Linked DNA regions of Gossypium hirsutum: region 2 is linked to region 1. A link is a contact called in public Hi-C data. All regions are on one chromosome and are shown on one strand. The core of a region is the stretch at or near the end of the contact, and the rest is flanking DNA. Distances in the headings are between cores, read along the strand shown.

What was found. A called contact is a pair of places that touch in the nucleus more often than the background predicts.
Region 2: a Hi-C map of leaf shows a contact between it and region 1, with 2.4 times the contacts expected there. The contact joins the promoter of LOC107914352 here to the promoter of LOC121222421 in region 1. A contact is called at or near these places in 4 of 34 Hi-C or Micro-C datasets (hypocotyl and leaf).

The regions. Positions count from the first base shown.
Region 1 is chrD10:13,589,914-13,596,137 of Gossypium_hirsutum_v2.1, reverse strand. LOC121222421 (50S ribosomal protein L7/L12) reads right to left here and starts at 3,413. Exons shown (of 1, transcript XM_041103153.1): 1 at 1,861-3,413. The coding sequence starts at 2,626. The coding sequence ends at 1,985. It overlaps LOC121222420 (probable amino-acid acetyltransferase NAGS2, chloroplastic), which reads left to right. Exons shown (of 10, transcript XM_041103151.1): 8 at 181-340; 9 at 690-762; 10 at 935-1,410. The coding sequence ends at 1,085.
Region 2 is chrD10:13,731,003-13,737,226 of Gossypium_hirsutum_v2.1, reverse strand. It overlaps LOC107914352 (auxin-responsive protein IAA9), which reads left to right and starts at 3,848. Exons shown (of 7, transcript XM_016843251.2): 1 at 3,848-4,100; 2 at 4,642-4,677; 3 at 5,031-5,645; 4 at 5,750-5,976; 5 at 6,112-6,224. The coding sequence starts at 5,059.

The DNA of each region.
Region 1 (6,224 bases), core at 2,164-4,663:
ATTTCTTCTACTGGTTCTTGGATGTTTCGTTGTAAAGATCAGAATCATTAAAATTGGCCTTGGCTTTAAATCTTACTGAAGAACAAAAATGGGAGGGGCAAAAGGCTTTTTTTCTTCTGAGCTAAAGGCCTGGAGCCGAAATCCTGAAAATTAAGTTGTTGTCACTTTTTGTTTGTGCAGCTGCTTAAGGCCATAGATTCATTCGGTGTTATGGAAAGGGAAGGTCAAATCATTGCTTGTGCTGCTCTTTTTCCTTTCTTCAAGGAGAAGTGTGGAGAAGTCGCTTGCATTGCAGTTTCTCCCGAGTGCCGAGGACAAGGACAGGGGGATAAATTGCTTGGTATGATATTGAAAATCTCTATCTTCACTGCTTATGTCATATTAGACATGATTGTACTCTGCTACTTATTCTGTTGAAGCTGAAAAGCAACGCAATGCAAGAACCTGTCAGCTCTGATCTTATTAGAAATGCTCACCCGACAAAGTACCTTTTTTGACTGTAGGATGGATTGCATACAAAAGATTTGCTGATTAGTTTAGCTCTCACTATCTAATCGTGGAATGATGCTGGATTTGAATCTGATTATGAATGTTGTTCTAATTAGCATCACTTTGATGTGATACAAACTTCTGGGAAATTTTTTGTGGTCAACCAACCAATATCATTCCTAATAATCAAATATCTGCAGATTATATTGAGAAGAAGGCGTCCTCACTCAGATTGGATAGGCTTTTCCTTCTGACAACTCGGACTGCTGATTGGTCTGTATTTTTTTCCCACTACATCATTTCAAACATGGAATTATTTTCATTCACCTTTTAGATAAATTTGAAGCAACCTTGTAATCTGGAGAAAGAGGGGGAGTTGAGTTATATTGAATATTCTCCATCCGATGTCCAGGATATGATATATAAAACAGTGTGGTTTTAGCAGGTTTGTAAGGCGTGGGTTTACGGAGTGTAGCATCGACATGATACCTGATGAAAGGAGGAAAAAGATTAATCTATCTCGTAAATCCAAGTATTACGTGAAGAAATTGGTAGCGGATGGAAGTGGAATTACTGCCGATAGAGCAATTAAATGAAGCTTCCAACATATGCCAGCTGAGTGTACTAGTTCATATGGCAAACTCCTGCGGTTGCCAGTTCAAGATTAGACGCACAACGTTTTCTTGAGGTGATAGTTATGGGCAGGTGGGGAACTCGAAAAATGAGCTCCTTTAGCAGAAAGTGCTAACCAGGGCTGAATCTCATCTAGTGTAAATTAGATATTGCCTAGGTTTTTGTTACGATTTCTAGTTGATTATCGCTGTTGCCATAAGCCACTTAGTTGTATTGCTAGTTTATAGGCGATTTGTAATTAACAGTGCTTTTAGAATATGATAAATAATATATTCCTTTTTTGGTTGATTTCAAGATCTGAAGATCGAGTCAGTTTCCCATTTGTAATACTTAAAACTGCGTTTAACTTATAGTTTCTGAATTAAGGGCATAATTCCAAAGCAGCAAAAGACTTGAGCTCAATCGATAACTTAATCCCAGAAAGGTGGCTGAATCTTTCTTTATTCATGTTCGCTCGACGTTCAAATATGATTATAGATTATGAAACATGAAATTATAAAAATCCTTAATTGATATATCAGAGCACAAATATTAGAGTGAACTAACAATGAAGCATAATCACGAGTCAACTTGAATTTTAAAGGGACCCAACGCCAAGGGGCATTGGCACCGGTCACCACCATTCTCAAATAGAAGGTGAACTGCAGGTACTACCATTAATCCATCCTAATCCATTCATTTCAATACACCCTAAACTAAACTATTCCAAAACAAACCCAATCAATGGATCAAATTGACTTCAGCAAAGTTTCTCACTTTCAAATTCTATTGGTAATACCAATAACAACAATATCCTCAAACACTTTTGTTCCCATTTCATCAAAACAACAATTATTCTACACCTTTAGTCAAATAAATAAAATCATTCAAGTACCACAGTAGCACCCAATTCTTGGAGCTTCTTAATAATGGCCTCAGCTTCCTCTTTTGTTACTCCCTTTTTAACCACAACCGGAACTTTCTCCACCATATCCTTCGCTTCTTTCAAACCCAATTCCGTGAACGTCCTCACTTCTTTTATTATCTTTATCTTGGCCGCCGCATCGAATTTCTCCAGCTTTATATCAAACGCCGTCTTTTCCGCCGTTTTCGTTTCGGCTGCGCTGGATCCGGTTCCCGGACCCGAAGCGGCGGCGGAGGATACGCCGGATACGGCAGGTCCGTAGCAGTTGAGGCCGAGTTTAAGACGGAAGAGGATGGAATAGTCGTAGCGTTCGAGCCTTGTAAGATCTAAAAGCTCGTCGGCGATGCGTTCGAGTTTCTGAGTCCGGTTCTCAGCGGTGGCGGTGGCGGTGGCGGTGGCGGTGGCGGTGGAAATGAAGCAGGAAACGGGTGGTTTGGGTGAGGACGAAACGAGGAGTTTGAAGAGGGAGTGAGTGGGGATCTTTGAGATGGTGGAAGCCATTGTTGGAGAAATTAAGAGTGGAGTTTCAGTGTTAGGTTTTATGTTTAGAGGAAATCGGAGGGTTTTAATAGACGAGGGTATTTTCGGAATTTTATACATAGTTTTTTTAAAAAAATTTAGGTACCAACAGTTACCCAACTTTGGGTTAGCTGACAAAACAGTCACTTAGGTTTCATTTCAGTCACTTAACTTTTGAAAAGTTACAAAACAGTCCTTTTTGCCGTTTTTCATCACAGACGTCACGGCAAAGTGACATGGCAGATGATGGTGTCTTTGGTGTCAAAAAATCCTCCAGTTGGCCGGTTACTCTCAATTTAACAACCCTACCACACCATTCTAAGGTTAGAGAAAAAGAAAAAGAAGAAGAAAAGGGAGAAAAGGAAAAATGGAGATGCTTGAAGTGATTCCGGTGTGCTATTGTGGAAACTCAGCCGAATTAAACACGTCTTGGTCCAATGACAACCCAGGTAGGAGGTTTTTTGGGTGTAAGAAATTTGGCAGTAGATTTCGAAAACCATGTCGGTTTTACACCTAATTTGATCCACCATTCATGAATTGTGTTGTTGGGTCTTCTGAAAAAAGTAAGGACATTGAAGGATGCAAGGAGGAAGAAGAGAAAAATATGATTTTTGGTGCTTGTATTTGTAACTGTGTTGTTTTTTTTTTAAATCTTAAATTAGTTTATGTTGTTGTTGTTAGCATTGAAAACCAGCTTATGTTTTATAATATTGTTGTTGGTATATTGTTGCTTATGTTGTTATATATGGCTACTGGTATATTGTTGCTTATGTTGTTATACATGGCTACTGGTATACATGGCTAACCAGCTCATGTTGTTGTTTACAAACTTGAAAGACTTGAAATGGAATATAATATGTGGTTGTTGCTTACAAATTGTTTTGTAATATTGTTGTTGCTTACAACAGTTAGAAAGTTATTTTGTAATATTTGATTTCATTTCAAAGTTGATAGACTTGAAAGAATGTTTAATCTTCATTTCATTTGTATTTCTCAATACTCATATATCAGAAAAGATAAAAGATAAAAGAAACATTTGTATTTCTCAATTCTCACACATTTGTTTTTTCAATACTCATATGTTAGAAGAGATAACACAAATTGCATGGATCAATGCTCATATATTAAGGCGAAAACGTCAAACTGTTTACAAAAGGAATGAGGGGCATAATATTGCCAAATTTTCCTACAATTCAACAAAATTGAACAGAAGTGAATTGTAGGCAAATTTACAAAAAAAAATTAGTGACTATATGCCTAAGTTTATCAACAGTAGCAATCATAAGCAAATTTACAAAAATTAATCTGCCTAAGTTAATAAATCAGTAGTAGACAAATTTACACAATTTTAAAAAGTTAACAAAATAAGGTTTGTTCACAATATCATCATTGGTCTGTCATGGATGACTCTTGAGTAGGAGGCATCCATTTAACAATGGTTGGTTTTCTCTTGAATGAGAGCTTTTCTCTTGGGGCAGCATCTTTTTGGTGAGTTGGGGCAGCTTGTTGATGAGTTGGGGCAGTTTGTAATTGAGTTGGGGTAGCCTGTTGAGTTAGGGTACTCTCTTGCTGATTTGGGGTAGCCTGTTGCTAATTTGGGGCACCACTTGGTTGTGAACACCAACTTTATGTCTTTTGACCTACAGGAACAAGTGAAATCTGTCAAACAAATTCATAAACAGAATGTTTTGACTTACTAGAATGTTTTGGCCAACTTCCCCTTTGCAACTCCTCTTATTGTGGCCTATTCTTTTGCATTTATTGCACCTCATGTCCACCCCTCTCTTGCTCAACCATTCTGTTGTTTGTGGCTCATTAGGTTCTTTCCCTCTCACCCTAGTAGGTCTGCCAGTTGGCCTTCTTAGTGTAGGAGGCAGTATTGGCAGCATGTTTGACAAAGAGACCCATTGTTTAGGACCCATTACTGGCCTTATAAAGTTTGATTAAATTTGAAGTTGGGTTTGTTTGGTGTACTAGGTTTGTACATAGGTCTCTGGGAACTCATCTTTTAGATGAATGACAGTTAGTGCATGCATGTAAGGGACGCCAGTGAGATCCCAATTCCTGTAGGAGCAGGAATTCTCAACTAAGTCCACCACATGCTGGCTGCATGGACCACATTCAACTTGATACCTGTCCCTACTATCATGTGATGGAACACATCTAAAAAATAGTCATCATGCTTGGTTAAAAAACAATCACTAAAACAACATTGTGAGCAGCCCCACCAACAATGATACACACACACACACACACACACTTAAAAAGCAGTCACTACATGCATATTATTAAAAAATACTCATTGCATTCATATTAAAAAATAGTCAAAAGTATGTATATTAAAAAACAATCATACACACCGACAATCACTGCATGCATATTGTTAAAAAATACTCACTGCATGCATATTAAAAAATAGTCAACTGCATGTATATTAAAAAATAGTCATACACACCAACAATCACTGCATGCATATTATTAAAAAATACTCACTGCATGCATATTAAAAAATAGTCAACAACATGTATATTAAAAAATAGTCATACACACCAACAATCATTGCATGCATATTAAAAAACATTCACTAAAACAGCTTGTGATCAGCAACATGAAGTCAGAATAAAGGCATTAGAAAGATTAAAAATGGTAACTTTACCTCAATGAATCTTTTATATTTACATCCAGCTTTTTCTTGATCTTTGGACACAACATTCCTTTTCATTTGTTAGCTTCTTCTTTCTTCTTGACAATAAGCAACATAATCTTGGTCTTTATTATTTCCATCATGGTAGAATAGGTTTCCCTCTTGCTTCCAGTATCATCTACCAGTAAACAACATAAAGGATTAGTGAAATGCTAATGATTAGTAAGAAACATAAAACATAGGGGTTTACCTTGTTAAAAGATTCAGAAAGATTATTCACCAACATGTCAGAATAGCTCCTAATTGAGAAGTGAGACATTGACCAACGAGTAGGGTTCTTTTCCTTCAACCAATCATAAGCATGTTGATTGGTTTTCTTCAATTCATCCATGGCATCTTCAAAATCCCTTGTAGCGCTTGCTCTAGCAACTTTCCAAAGTAAATCTTTTAGTTATTTTGTTCAGAAACCAACCTTCTTGAAATTGGTATGTAGGTGTCTAACACAGTGTCTTGTTTCTGCATTAGGAAACAACATACATATTACTTCTAAAAGTCCCTGCAATTAGAACAAATACAGTTTAATTCTTTGACAAACCCTAACCCTAAATAGAAACAACATAAATAAATAGAGTTTTACCTTTTGTTTGTCAGACATGAAAGATATCTAGTATGAGCTCACAATTTCCAAGTCTATTGCAAGCAACTCCAAGAACCAAAACCATGATGCTTGGTTTTCACTTTCGACAGCAGCATATGCAAGAGGATAGATGCCATTATTTGCATCTATCCCAACAGCTGCAAGCAAGTAGCCACCATAGTAGCCCTTCAAGAAACATCCATCTAAACCTACTATCCTCCTACAACCAGCCCTATAGCCATCTTTGCATGCCTGCAGACAGACATACATCCTTTGAAACAACCTGTTATCCAGATAACAAATTGTTGTTGTTCCCTCATTTTAGGTCCTAACCTCCAACAAATACTCATAAATCTTCTCATATTGAGCCTTATAAGCTCCTTCAATTAATTCCAATG
Region 2 (6,224 bases), core at 2,599-5,098, 140 kb before region 1:
ACCAAACTTGTTTTCTTTCTTTCTATTTTAGCAAGTCAAATAATTTGTGTATTAGAAATTAAATTATGGAATATCATTGAAATTTTAGTGAATAGTGGTTTTTTAAAACAACTATTTATATTTTAAATACTAACCTTTTGTATTAAAATTACAATTATATTATATTTAAAAGGTCAAAATCTAGTACTAGTTCTTATACCAGGTCTAAATTAAGGATTTAGCATCTTAACTCTAATTTGATCAGGTTTATCTTTGTACATTTTGAATTTTGAAACCCTGGCTTAACTAAATAGTAGTTGTCAAATTCAATAAGATAAAGTTCTATTATATCTAAAATACCTTTTGTAGGAAACATATTATTGTATATGTAATATCATATCAACTTATTATTTTGAGTTAAGGATTAAAAATAATCAAATTAAAAAGCATAGAATCAATTCACAACTTACATACAAATAATATAATTGTACCTAATTAGTCTAATCGTTACGGTTTGGATCATGATTGAAAATTCAAAAAGTTCAAGAACTAAAATTAAATCAAATTGGAGTAAAATCGATAAATTCTCACCTTACAAGTTGAATAAGAGCTAATAGCATAATCTAACCTGTCCAAAATTATGAAATTTAATTATAAATAGGTTAAGATATGTTGAAACTTTGAAAGTTTTTGTAGTCATTGTAAGCTTGGAATTTAATCTATTTATTTTTATTTTAATAAATTTAGTCTCTCTACTTTTTGAATTTAAAAATGCAAGCCTAATTGTTAATATTATTAATATTCTTTTATTAAATTTAAATTAATTATAATGTCATTTTTTTGTTACATGGCATCTTAGTGAGTTTTTTTATTTGAAAACGTCACACTAATAAATTTAACAAAAGTTTATCAATGTTAACAGTTAGGCTTGATATTTGGAATATGAAAAAATAAATAAACTAAAATTTTAAAAATAAAAAATACTAAATTACTAAGAAAACATGGAATTGAAACATATTTGAAGCTTATAAAAATATGTATAAAAGTAGAGAAGTAATAGGTAAAGAGAGAAGGGGGTTGGCAAAAAAGAAAAAAGAAATGAAAAGAGAAGGGGCATGATTGAAATTAAGAAAAAATGAAAGAGGTTGTGTCCGGGTCACCACCCGGCAAACCGACTTGGAAATAGCGCTTTTGCTGTCCCCCCAATCACTGCTCTTTCCCCTGTTTCCTCTGCCCCCCCCCCCTCCTTCTTAATCCCCTATTTTTATTGTCCTTTTACATGTTTCCCTACCAACCCACCTTTTCTTTTTTCCACTTTTACCCCTTTCATGCCATTTTATTTATTTATTTTTCCATTTTTAAAATTTAGTGGAGAAGGTGATAACTAATTTTTAAGTTATTCAATATAATTTTTGAGAAATGATTATATGAATTTTAAAAATGATAAAATTTGGGTATAAATAAAAGTATACCAAGTAAGAAAGTGTAGACTTTCTCTTAAACTTAGAGATATTGTTTGTTAAAAATCTCTACATATTATACAAATTTTTAAAATTTTTTTAACATGAGTCATAGTAGACCTGTCCATGGGCCGGGCCGGGCCTAGAAAAATATTTTGGCCCGCCTCCTAATCCCGAGCCTGGTCCGAAATATGGGCTTGAAATTTTTCCTAGGCCCGGCCCGAGAAAAATATCATAAGCCCGAGCCCGGCCCGTCCATTTTTAAAATAAACATTAAAAAATTATTTTAAAAATATAAAAAAATAAAAAAAAATAATTTTAAAAGTATTTTAAAATTAAAAAATAAAAATGAAAATATATATTTATTATATTCGGGTTGGGCCCGGGTCAAAAAAGTGGTGCCCAAGGCCCGGCCCATTTTTTAAATGGGCCTCGTTTTTTTGCTCAAGCCCATATTTTGGACTTATATTTTTATTCGAACCCTCCCATATTTCGGACGAGCCGCAGTAAGCAAAGTTAATGATGGCATAGTTTGGTTTACGAAATGTTTTATTTTTTTTAAAATTATTGATTTGGATATGATATTTTGTACATGAAATATAAGATTACTTTAAAGTATATGTTATTAAATTTGCTTATTTATTTAGATGACAATTATAATGAGAATTTTTAAAATAAGAATTATGAGAATAAAAATGATTTTAATTATTAAATTAAAATAAATGAATCTAAATATTAGATTTTATATTTAATTTACCTCATTAAAATAAAAATAACACTCAATCTTTTATTTTTTTTCCCTTTCCATCATGCAAATAAAGTAAAGATTATTCAATTTTATTAAAAAATGTAAAAGAAATAGCAGTAAAATGTACGGCGACAAAATATAAGAATTTAAATATGAAAGTAAAGATGTACAAATGTTTTTTAATTGCAGGATGTAAGTTAAATATAAAATCCAACTATTTATTTTGATCTAATTATTAAAATTATTTTACTTTTTATAATTCAGTTTTTATTACAGTCATTAGGATTTAATTAATAATTTCTTTTAATAAAAAACGAAAATATATCTCGTGCTTAAGAATAAAAATAAAAATTTATAGTTGATAGGGGTAATTTTAATTAAAAAATTATAGGACCGTGATTAATAACATTCATCAGACTAATAATCATTTACAACTTTGTATCAGTGAGCTGTGTGCATTCATCATATACAAACTATTTAATTGATAGATGGTATTAATATGGTAAAATTTAAAATTTTCATACGTCATGTTCATTTCAATTTTTTTTAAAAATGAAGATGAAAATACTATGGATAAAAAAAATACATAAAATTCCTTTTATTGCATATCAAGAATGACTTACAAGACTTAGATAACGGAGCACTGAGGGAGGAGTGGTTGAATTTTGAGTGACTTTGGTAGACAAAGTCCTAATTTCGTTTAGACATCAATTATTATTTCCACTTGTATTCCATACCCATAAAAAGTCGCATTCAATAGAATTCATGTTTAAGGTCACATATATGCAAAAATTTCCATTTATGTGGTAAAAAATGAATAATAAATTTTTGGAGGATTAAAAAGTAATTTTATTATTTAATTTATAATTTCATACATTTGAAGGGAAATCTGATGAATAAAAAGATTGTGTCGATCAAAATAGGAGTGTGAGGTTAAACCCAATTTACATGACAAAGTTCAATAGATTAAATATTTTGTTGAATAATTGTTGGTTTTTTTTAAAAACAATTTTATTATATGTTTTGATAATATATATGCTCTTTTTTGATACAATGTCTAATTACCCATAATTTTTAATCCATAAATTGGAAGATAATGTACTTCAATGTACTTAACATCCTCCTACATCAATAATAATATTTATATTAATCGAATTAATATTCAATCGATAATAATTATTTGTTTTTTATATACTTTGAATTGGGGACATGAAAAATAGAATGAAACAGAAAGAGACTCACATTCATTATAGGAACTATTTTCATTTTTAATTTGTATTCTCATGTGAGGTTTCACTTTATTGTAAAAATGAAATTATAAATTAAGAGTAAAAAATTACAAGCGAAAAATATTTAAAATTAAAAATATCCATAAATCTAAAACGATAAAAAAAACATTATATATGAATAGTAAGGTAAAAAGGGTATGCCTATTGCCTAGCTTGAGCTAAAGAAAAAAGTACAACAAGTACCGGGAACCAATCAAAACTAACTTTAGTCAAATATGATGACACGTGTTTAATTATAAGTTCTTTTGGGAAATCGAACGGTCTAGATCCCTTCATTGCCACACCAATCTCAACCGTCAGATCAGATACCCTTCAACCCCATAGACCGGCGCAGTATAACTATATAACCCGACATGGTCCCATTCTTTCACAATGAGTACAAAGTTTACACAACTTTTTGTGTTTATTTTCGCTTTTGCCCCTGCTTTTTTATTTTTTACTTCTCGAGTTTCTTTAATGACTTTTATGGCTTTCTGCTTATAATGGAAGGGTCTTAAGCTTATTCTCTTTCTCTCTCTGCTTTTATTTTCTCTGCACTTCGTGCATTTTAGCCTGCAATATTTGAAAGCAGTAATCGATCTTCTTTTCTTTGTCTACTCTGCAACTCTACCAAGTTTTACTCCTGTAAGCTCTTTTCTTTTTATTTTATTTTTTTAAATTTCAGTTTTTCTGTTCGATTTTTGTTTTGCAGTTTTGCTTGAGATCAAAGGTAAGATCTCAAGTTTTTCTCCCCCTCCCCCTGTTATTGTATCTGTTTGGTTGCCGCAAAAGCAAAAGAAAATGGAGGAAAAAGATTGCTACTTTTTTTCTGCTTTGTTTTTCTTTGTTTCCCTTTCTCTCTTTTTACTGCTTTTATTCAGGGAAAATGGGCTGTTGCAGAAAGATTTAATGCATAAGAGAGTTGACTTTTTTTTCCCTTTAATATTCTCCCTATCTTTTTATGAGCTAAATAAAATTTGTTCTTCACGGTTAATTTTTTTTTTCTATTTTAAGCTCTGTTCTTTCTCGTAAGATTTTGCTAGAATTTCCGTAAGACTGTAAAATTGGAGTCCTTTTTTGCTGCACTGTTTTTCTTGTAAAATCATAGTGGTAATTATTCTCGACTTGTTAAAAGATATTTCCGTTTATGTAATTTAGTTTTATGAGTTAGATTGCTCTAATGCAGGTTTTCTGGCTTACACCATTATTTGAGCTTTAGAAGGTGAGAACCTTGATTAATTGTTACCCTTATAAACAATAAAAATTGACGCATAACAACCAATTATTGTAGCTGAAGTTGTTTGAAAAAATGAGTTGAGGTGGGTTTCATGGGTATTGTTAGTGGATTCAGAAACAGCTAATGCATGGGTGGGTTTTCACCTGGAACTAATAGTAATTGTGAATGAGTCTACTTGAAGGTTTAATTTAGATATCTTTGTAAAATAAATTGTGATCTGCTGTAATTTGTAGTGGTTTTTGGATCTTCTGTTTTCAAATAACTTGGCTTAAACGGTTTTATTCTTGTTAGTTTGCGGAAATTTTGATTTGTCTTTTGTTTTTCTATGTGGTTTTAAGAGGCTATCTTGAGAAGCTTTGAGTTCTGATGTCTCCGCTGTTGCTTGGTGTGGAGGAGGAAGGGCAGAGTAGGGTTTCTTCTTCATCTGTTGAATGTATCTCCCAAAATGGCTTGGGGATAAGGGAGTGGAATTATCTTGGATTATCAGATTTTTGTTCAGTTGACAGCTCCGGTGTCCTGGATGATAATGGGAATAACCTGAATTTGAAAGCCACAGAGCTGAGGCTTGGTCTTCCTGGATCCCAGTCCCCTGAGAGAGAAACTGAGCTTTGCTTTCTAAACTCGGGAAAACTTGATGAGAAGACACTGTTTCCTCTACTTCCTTCTAAAGATGTAATCTGCTCATCATCCCAGAAAAGTGTTGTTACTGGAAACAAAAGGGGATTCTCTGAGGTGAAAGGCACCATATACACTGAAAAAAAATGGGTGGGTTCTGGAGCTGTTCCGGATTCTCAATTTCTGCAACCTGTGTCACATGGAAAATACTCTGTAGCTCAAGCATCTGTAAAGAAAGACGGGCCTGCAAATGAGATACAAGAACAGCCTTGCACCAGTAATGGAACCAAAGTCAACCGAACTGACATTTCTAACAACAGCAGTGCACCTACTGCCAAGTAAGTATAATTAGCTTGAGAAATGACTCTTAAGCTTTGATGGTATAAAGGGCATTATTTCTTATCCTTTTTTATTGTTGTTATGATATCCCTTTTCTTAGCAGGGCTCAGGTTGTTGGTTGGCCTCCAATAAGATCATTTAGGACTAAAACACTGACCACTTCTTCAAAAAACAATGACGAAGTTGATGGAAAACCGGGACCTGGTACTCTTTTTGTCAAGGTCAGTATGGATGGAGCTCCTTATCTGAGGAAGGTAGATTTGAGAATGTATTCAACTTACCAGGAACTGTCTTCTGCTCTTGAGAAGATGTTCAGCTGTTTCACCCTTGGTAAGCTATCGTTGCATTCTTTGCCTTATTGCATTATCGAGCTGAATCCTTCTTGTTGCAAGAAATGCACATAATAAAGGAAAACTTCTGTTATTTGTCATGGACCTGGTTACCACATTTTCATTATCATTTCAGGTCAATGTGGGGCTCATGGTACTCCTGGGAAGGAAATCTTGAGTGAGAGCAAGTTGAAGGATCTTTTGCATGGATCGGAATATGTGCTTACATACGAGGATAAAGATGGTGAC